2 separate regions of the Mustela erminea genome follow, and region 1 is linked to region 2. Evidence: chromatin contacts called from public Hi-C data. All regions are on one chromosome and are shown on one strand. The core of a region is the stretch at or near the end of the contact, and the rest is flanking DNA. Distances in the headings are between cores, read along the strand shown.

Region 1 (2,700 bases), core at 24-2,523, 80 kb before region 2:
TGGTCTTTCCTTGAAGCATTTACCATATGAGACAATTTGTTATGTTTTAGTTACTTTTCTTTGTTCATCTGGACACAAAGTAGTTCTTAGAAAAAGAGAGGGAGAGACAGAGAGACCGAGGGCACGACTCTGAGCCTCTTAGAAAAGATGCACCCTTATCATGGAAAAATAATTACTACAAAGAATAACACTCTTATGTGAGAAGCGTCAACAAGACTGCTTTAAAAACACTACACCTTTTTATAAACTATTCAAAAGATTTGTCAATAAGGAGTTTCTGACCACTCAGAAAACATTATCTCCCCGTCTTTCATACACATAAGCCTCAAGATTATAAAAAATTTGAAAAGGAATAAATGGTTAAAATAGTTGCAAAATGTTTTCTTCACTAGCCTTATTACATCTCTCCCATCGGCTCCCCCCCCCCCACCCCGCCCCAGCCCCCAATAACTTTCTTCCTTATGCTCTTGCGTTTCCCATTACAGCCTGAATTTTCTGGGAATGGTAATTGCCACCAAAGTAGATACAGCCCTACTAAAGGGATAAGTGGGCAATCTATCTTCGAATGTGTTTCAAAAACAAACACTGGGCACCTCGTCAAACGGCAGCTTGGAGGCTTTAAGGAAAATACAGAACTGGGTGAGGAAGTCTTTGCGGGAGTGGGAAGCAGTCCTTCCACTCAGCTGTTTTGTGGCTCCTCAAGTCTCAAGCTGTAGCCAGCTTTGGCTCTTCTTCCCTGCCTTTCCAACCTGGCTCCTGACCCTGCCAGCTCTTACTGGGGTGTGGGCCTGCGGGTGCTGCACCGGGGTAACAACAAACAGTCTAGATGCGCCGAGCCATTTTGTAGTGGGTCCAAGTCGGTACACTGATGCAAAGATAGCAATCCTGAGCAAACGGATCCTCTTCTAGCTCCAGGGCTCGGATAGTCCTCTTTTTTGGTTTTTGTTCTTTTGGTGCGGTGCCTGGGTGGCTCTGACACCTTAAGGCCGCTCATCTGCGGCTCCTCCCCCACGAGGTTCCTACTCCTGGAACCAAGTACGCCTTCGCCCACAGCTCGGGCACCCCTCGCACTTCCTCCCTCTCACTGCACCCTCCGCATTTCCTCCTCCTCCTCCCGATCCAGCCTTCCTCCCACCTGCCCGCCTCCAGCCACATGACAGGAAGGGCTCCGCCACGCGACGTCACCGACGTCCGCGCCCCCGTCCCTGTCCTCCCCCCGCACCGCACGCAAAGGGCGGCCCACGGTGGGGAGAACGTGGTCGCGCGCACCGCGATCCCCAACCAGAGCTCGCCAGAGCACCCCGGCGGCCGCCGCGGAGCCCGCGCGCGGGTTCCCGGATGTGCGCCGCTCGCGGAAGCCCCGCCCCCCCGCCGGCTCCGCGCGCGCCCCCGCCCTCCGCCCCGCCGCGCTCCGCTTTCCCCTCCCTCTCCCGCCCTCCCCCTTTTTCGTGCCTTGAGGTTGCGGGTCAGCGCGAGCCACTGCAGTGAGTCCGTCACGGCTCCGGCGCGAGAGCTAGGCTGTACCCCACGAGCCGCCTGGCCCCCTCTCCCCCCTCTCCCCTTCCTCTCTGCCTCTCTGCCTCTCCCCTTTCTCGCTGTCTCTCCTCCCTCTCTCTCTGTCTCCGAATCTCGACCTTAATTTCTCTTCTTCCCCGCTCGCTCCCGTGTGCCCAGTCACCCGGCCGGCGCGGGCCCCGAGGCACCGCCTCCCTTCCCCCAACCTGCACCCCCTCCCCCGCGGGCGTCCCGAGGGCCGCAGCCGCCACAGCCCAGCGCAGCTGGGCCGCCGCCGCCGCTTCCTGCGGGAGCCCTTCTGAGCGCCGACACTCTTCTCCTCCCGCGCGAGCCGCCGACCGCCGAGCAAAATGGTGAGACCTTTGCTTCCCCACTGCACCATCCCTCCTCCGCCCGCCGCTTCCAGGGCCGGGGCCGGGGCCGGGGCCGGGGGCGGGGGCGGGGGCGAGCCTCGATACCCCCGGCCGGCTTCCCCTAGTGGAAAATTCGAGAGACCCGGCCCAGCTGGGGCCGCGGAGGGTCCGGGAGAGCCCTCAGCGGTCCGGGTGCGTTGGCGGCCGGCAGCGGGTGGAGGCGGTGGGCCGGCTGCCTGACAGGACCGCGGGGCCCCCGCGCCCGCCCCCGCGCCCCCGCGGGGCGCCCCTTTGCCGCCTCCCTCCGCGCGCGCCGGCCTCGACCCCCTCCTCCCCGGCCTTCCGCCAGGCCCTGGCCCCTCGTCGCCCTGCATTACTTCTTTACGGACCCTTCTGCACGTGGAGCCCCCCCTTCCACCCCCAGACTCACTCCTTCAAGTTCGGGCACATTCCAGAATTCTGGGGAAATAATACGTGGTAAATGGCTTTTTATGTAAGACCCACTTTCTCTCCAGAGCTGTTCTCTCTCCCACTCCATTTTCCAGCAGTGAGCCTTCGCAGGGATCCTGCCACTTACTTCTCCCCTCTCCTGTTCGTATTTTGGTGCTGTTTGCAAACCTTATGGGGTTCCTTTCGCCGCTGCTTTTTCTCTCTGCACGGGCGAACCGGAAAGGTCCGAGGTGTATAGTCCTGAAAACGCAGTCTCTAACTCGGTCTTTGATACACGGGGATACTTGTTTTCAACGCTTCCTTGCTGCCCACGGCTTTTCGTTTTCTTTGTTACCTTCCTAAGTCTCGCTTGTGGTTGTTTTTGAATCATGGCGATTTAAAT
Region 2 (2,700 bases), core at 130-2,629:
TCACCTGTTAGTGAACGACTTTGATGACTCTGACTAACCTACTCCTTTCCTCACATCTAAACGGTGGGGATATGACTACTTCACAGGCCTATCTGAAAGATTAAAATGACGTGGGGCATGCCAAAGCACCACTGTGTGCCTGGCATCCTGCAGTCCCAACAGGTGTGAGTGGAATCCAAATTGATGCCTCTGCGAGTCGTAAGACAGCCAAGCACAGTAAGAGTCTAGGCTCCGCAGAAAGGACTGAAACACACAGCAATCGTAAAGAAGAAAAGCACTTGAGCCAGACTCCAAGGGATGCCTGGAATCGAGGCTGGAAAACAGAGTATGCAGTAGAGGGCTTTCTTCAAACAGCAAAGTCCCCCACAGGTGTGGACATAAAAAGGTTCAGAGTTGGTCAGATGAACTTGGGACTTAGATCCCTATGTAAAAGGCAAGTTCAGGGACACCTGGGTGTCTCAGTTAAGTGGCTGCTTTCAGCTCAGGTCATGATTGCAGGGTCCTGGGATCCAGCCCCATATCCGGCTCTGCTAAGAGCATCATAAAATACACGCACAGGCATAACCAATATTTTGGTTATGACCTTTTGTCCACCTTATGAATTCAACTAGCATTTGTGCTGAAGCAGATTTTGAAGACATTCAAGAAGTTCAAACTCACTATACTACTTGAGAAAACTGCATAACGACCACTTAACAAAATAAGTCCCATTAAGGAAAGTCTATTCACGCTTTTTCACCCCTGTAGAAAAAAGAAACCCTAATATATTGCGAAATGGTTGACATTCTCCTTACCCTAATTTCTACATTCCTCGACTTCAAGTTAAACCGTATCTGAAGTCCCAAATGTTCTACAATAGGAGTAAATATCTTCATCCAGTTCTCTTTTAATGGCGTGTATCTGTTAGCTGGGACTGGAATTTTCCTTGTTTCTTCTTTCCCACTCTACAATAAAAGAACACACAAGTCCGGAGATGGATCGAGGGATGGAGGTGGAGCTGTAAACTGACGGCTCTTCCACAAGAAGCTTTCTTTAACTGAAAAAATGAACTTCGTGCAAGACAAGGACGTCAGTAAAGAAGAGCCCCCGCACTTTCAACATCCCGCAGAGACCACCGGCTTGGCCCACCTTTGTCTCCGGTCCCTTTCCCGTCCCACGGTCCCCGCTAGTACCAGGAATCCATCCCCGGCGAGGGGAGGGAAAACGGGCCTCTTCGCGGGCCGGGCCTCCTCCGTGTCCATGCGGCCCGCGTCCCCGCCGTCCCCCGCGGCGGACAGCTGCTCAGCCTGCCGTTTCTTCGCCCGCCGGCCACCCTTGCGGGTGACTTGGGTGAAGCCGTCCTCGGCCCCCGCGCTCTGCGCCTCCATCTCCGTTTCCATGCCCGGTTATCTCCAGCTCCGACATGTGCTTCCGGCTCGAACGCGAGCGCCGCCGCACCGCGCAGGCGCGCCACGCAGGGTCCAGCGTCCGCCAACCAGCCCCAGGCCTCCGCCCCGTTTCCCAAGAAGTCCCACGCAGGGGACCTGAAGGAGGGTTTTGTGCGTTTGCGCGGGCGGGGGGGGTAGGAAGGCGGGGACATCCTAATTTATGCCTGATTTCTGTGGTGCCCCTCTGGCTCCACCACTCACAGCCGAAACAATTGCCATCTCCAATATGTGTATGTGGGAATGGTAGTAGGTAAAGACGATGAGTAGATTTGTGCTCTCAGTGAAGAACTATCGGCTTGACTTCAGTAGCGCATCAGGCATTATCTGAGACAACTAAACCCACCTTGCCAGGGCGAACAAGGCGACTACGGCAAGGGCGGGGGGGTGTGGGGGGGAAGAAACTGTCGTTTGTGTTTCGAGTTTGGTTTCCCGGTTAGTGTTTTGTCAGGCTCTGGATGTGCTGCTGCTTGGAGGGGAAACCGGCTGGACCATGTCGGCCTTCGAGAAACCTCAGATCATCGCCCATATCCAGAAGGGACTCAACTACACGGTATTTGACTGTAAATGGGTGCCCTGCAGCGCCAAATTTGTGACCATGGGCAACTTCGCCCGGGGCACCGGCGTCATCCAACTGTACGAGATCCAGCACGGGGACCTAAAGCTGCTTCGGGAGGTGGGTGCCGGGCGAGACTGCCCAGGTCCAGGATCTGCCGTTGGTGAGGGGGCGAGTGCGGATCCGGGGGTGGGGGAAGTTTGCATTTCTTTTTGCCCCAGCCTCCGTCCAGCGTCCGCCAGAAGCACAGCTCGAGCTGCGCGGAACCAGCGAAGGAGATCGCAAACTGAGGAATACTTCCGACGTAAAAGGCTTTGGTTCGAGTCCTGAATTCTCGGCTGGCCAGTGCATCTCCCTGCTGGCCCCTTCCTGCAGCCACTCTTCCATTCCACCACGAGGTCTCTGGGAAGTGACACTAAGACTTCGTATCTAAATTCGAGGTTCTAGGCGGTGAGCAGTTGTTTATGGAGGGTCGATTTAAGTAATAATATAAATAGTAAATAATAAAATATTCTTTCATACAAGCAGAGACAAGGCAGGCTCCAGGATGCCTGCACTGTAATGGGAGGAGACAACGCAACCATTTATTATTATTTGTAAAATATTTCTCTTTATTTATTCATGAGAAACAGAAGAAAGAGAGGTATAGGGAGAAGCAGGTTCTCAGCGGAGCAGGGAGCCGGATGTGGAACCCGATTTCTGGATCCCGGAATTACGACC

What was found. Hi-C and Micro-C count contacts between places; a contact is called where the count stands out from the background.
Region 1: a contact with region 2 is called in a Hi-C map of spleen, with 4 times the contacts expected there. The contact joins the enhancer-like site here to the promoter of PNO1 in region 2. A contact is called at or near these places in 2 of 3 Hi-C or Micro-C datasets (skeletal muscle and spleen).

What each region holds. Positions count from the first base shown.
Region 1 is chr7:87,001,439-87,004,138 of mMusErm1.Pri, reverse strand. No RefSeq gene overlaps it. Among named protein-coding and RNA genes, the nearest start is that of PPP3R1, 52 kb to the right of the region's middle. Within about 2 kb of position 1,273, the one cell type or tissue checked has open chromatin away from gene starts, as enhancers often do.
Region 2 is chr7:86,921,368-86,924,067 of mMusErm1.Pri, reverse strand. It overlaps PNO1 (RNA-binding protein PNO1), which reads right to left and starts at 1,379. Exons shown (of 5, transcript XM_032353693.1): 1 at 1,116-1,379; 2 at 795-944. The coding sequence starts at 1,379.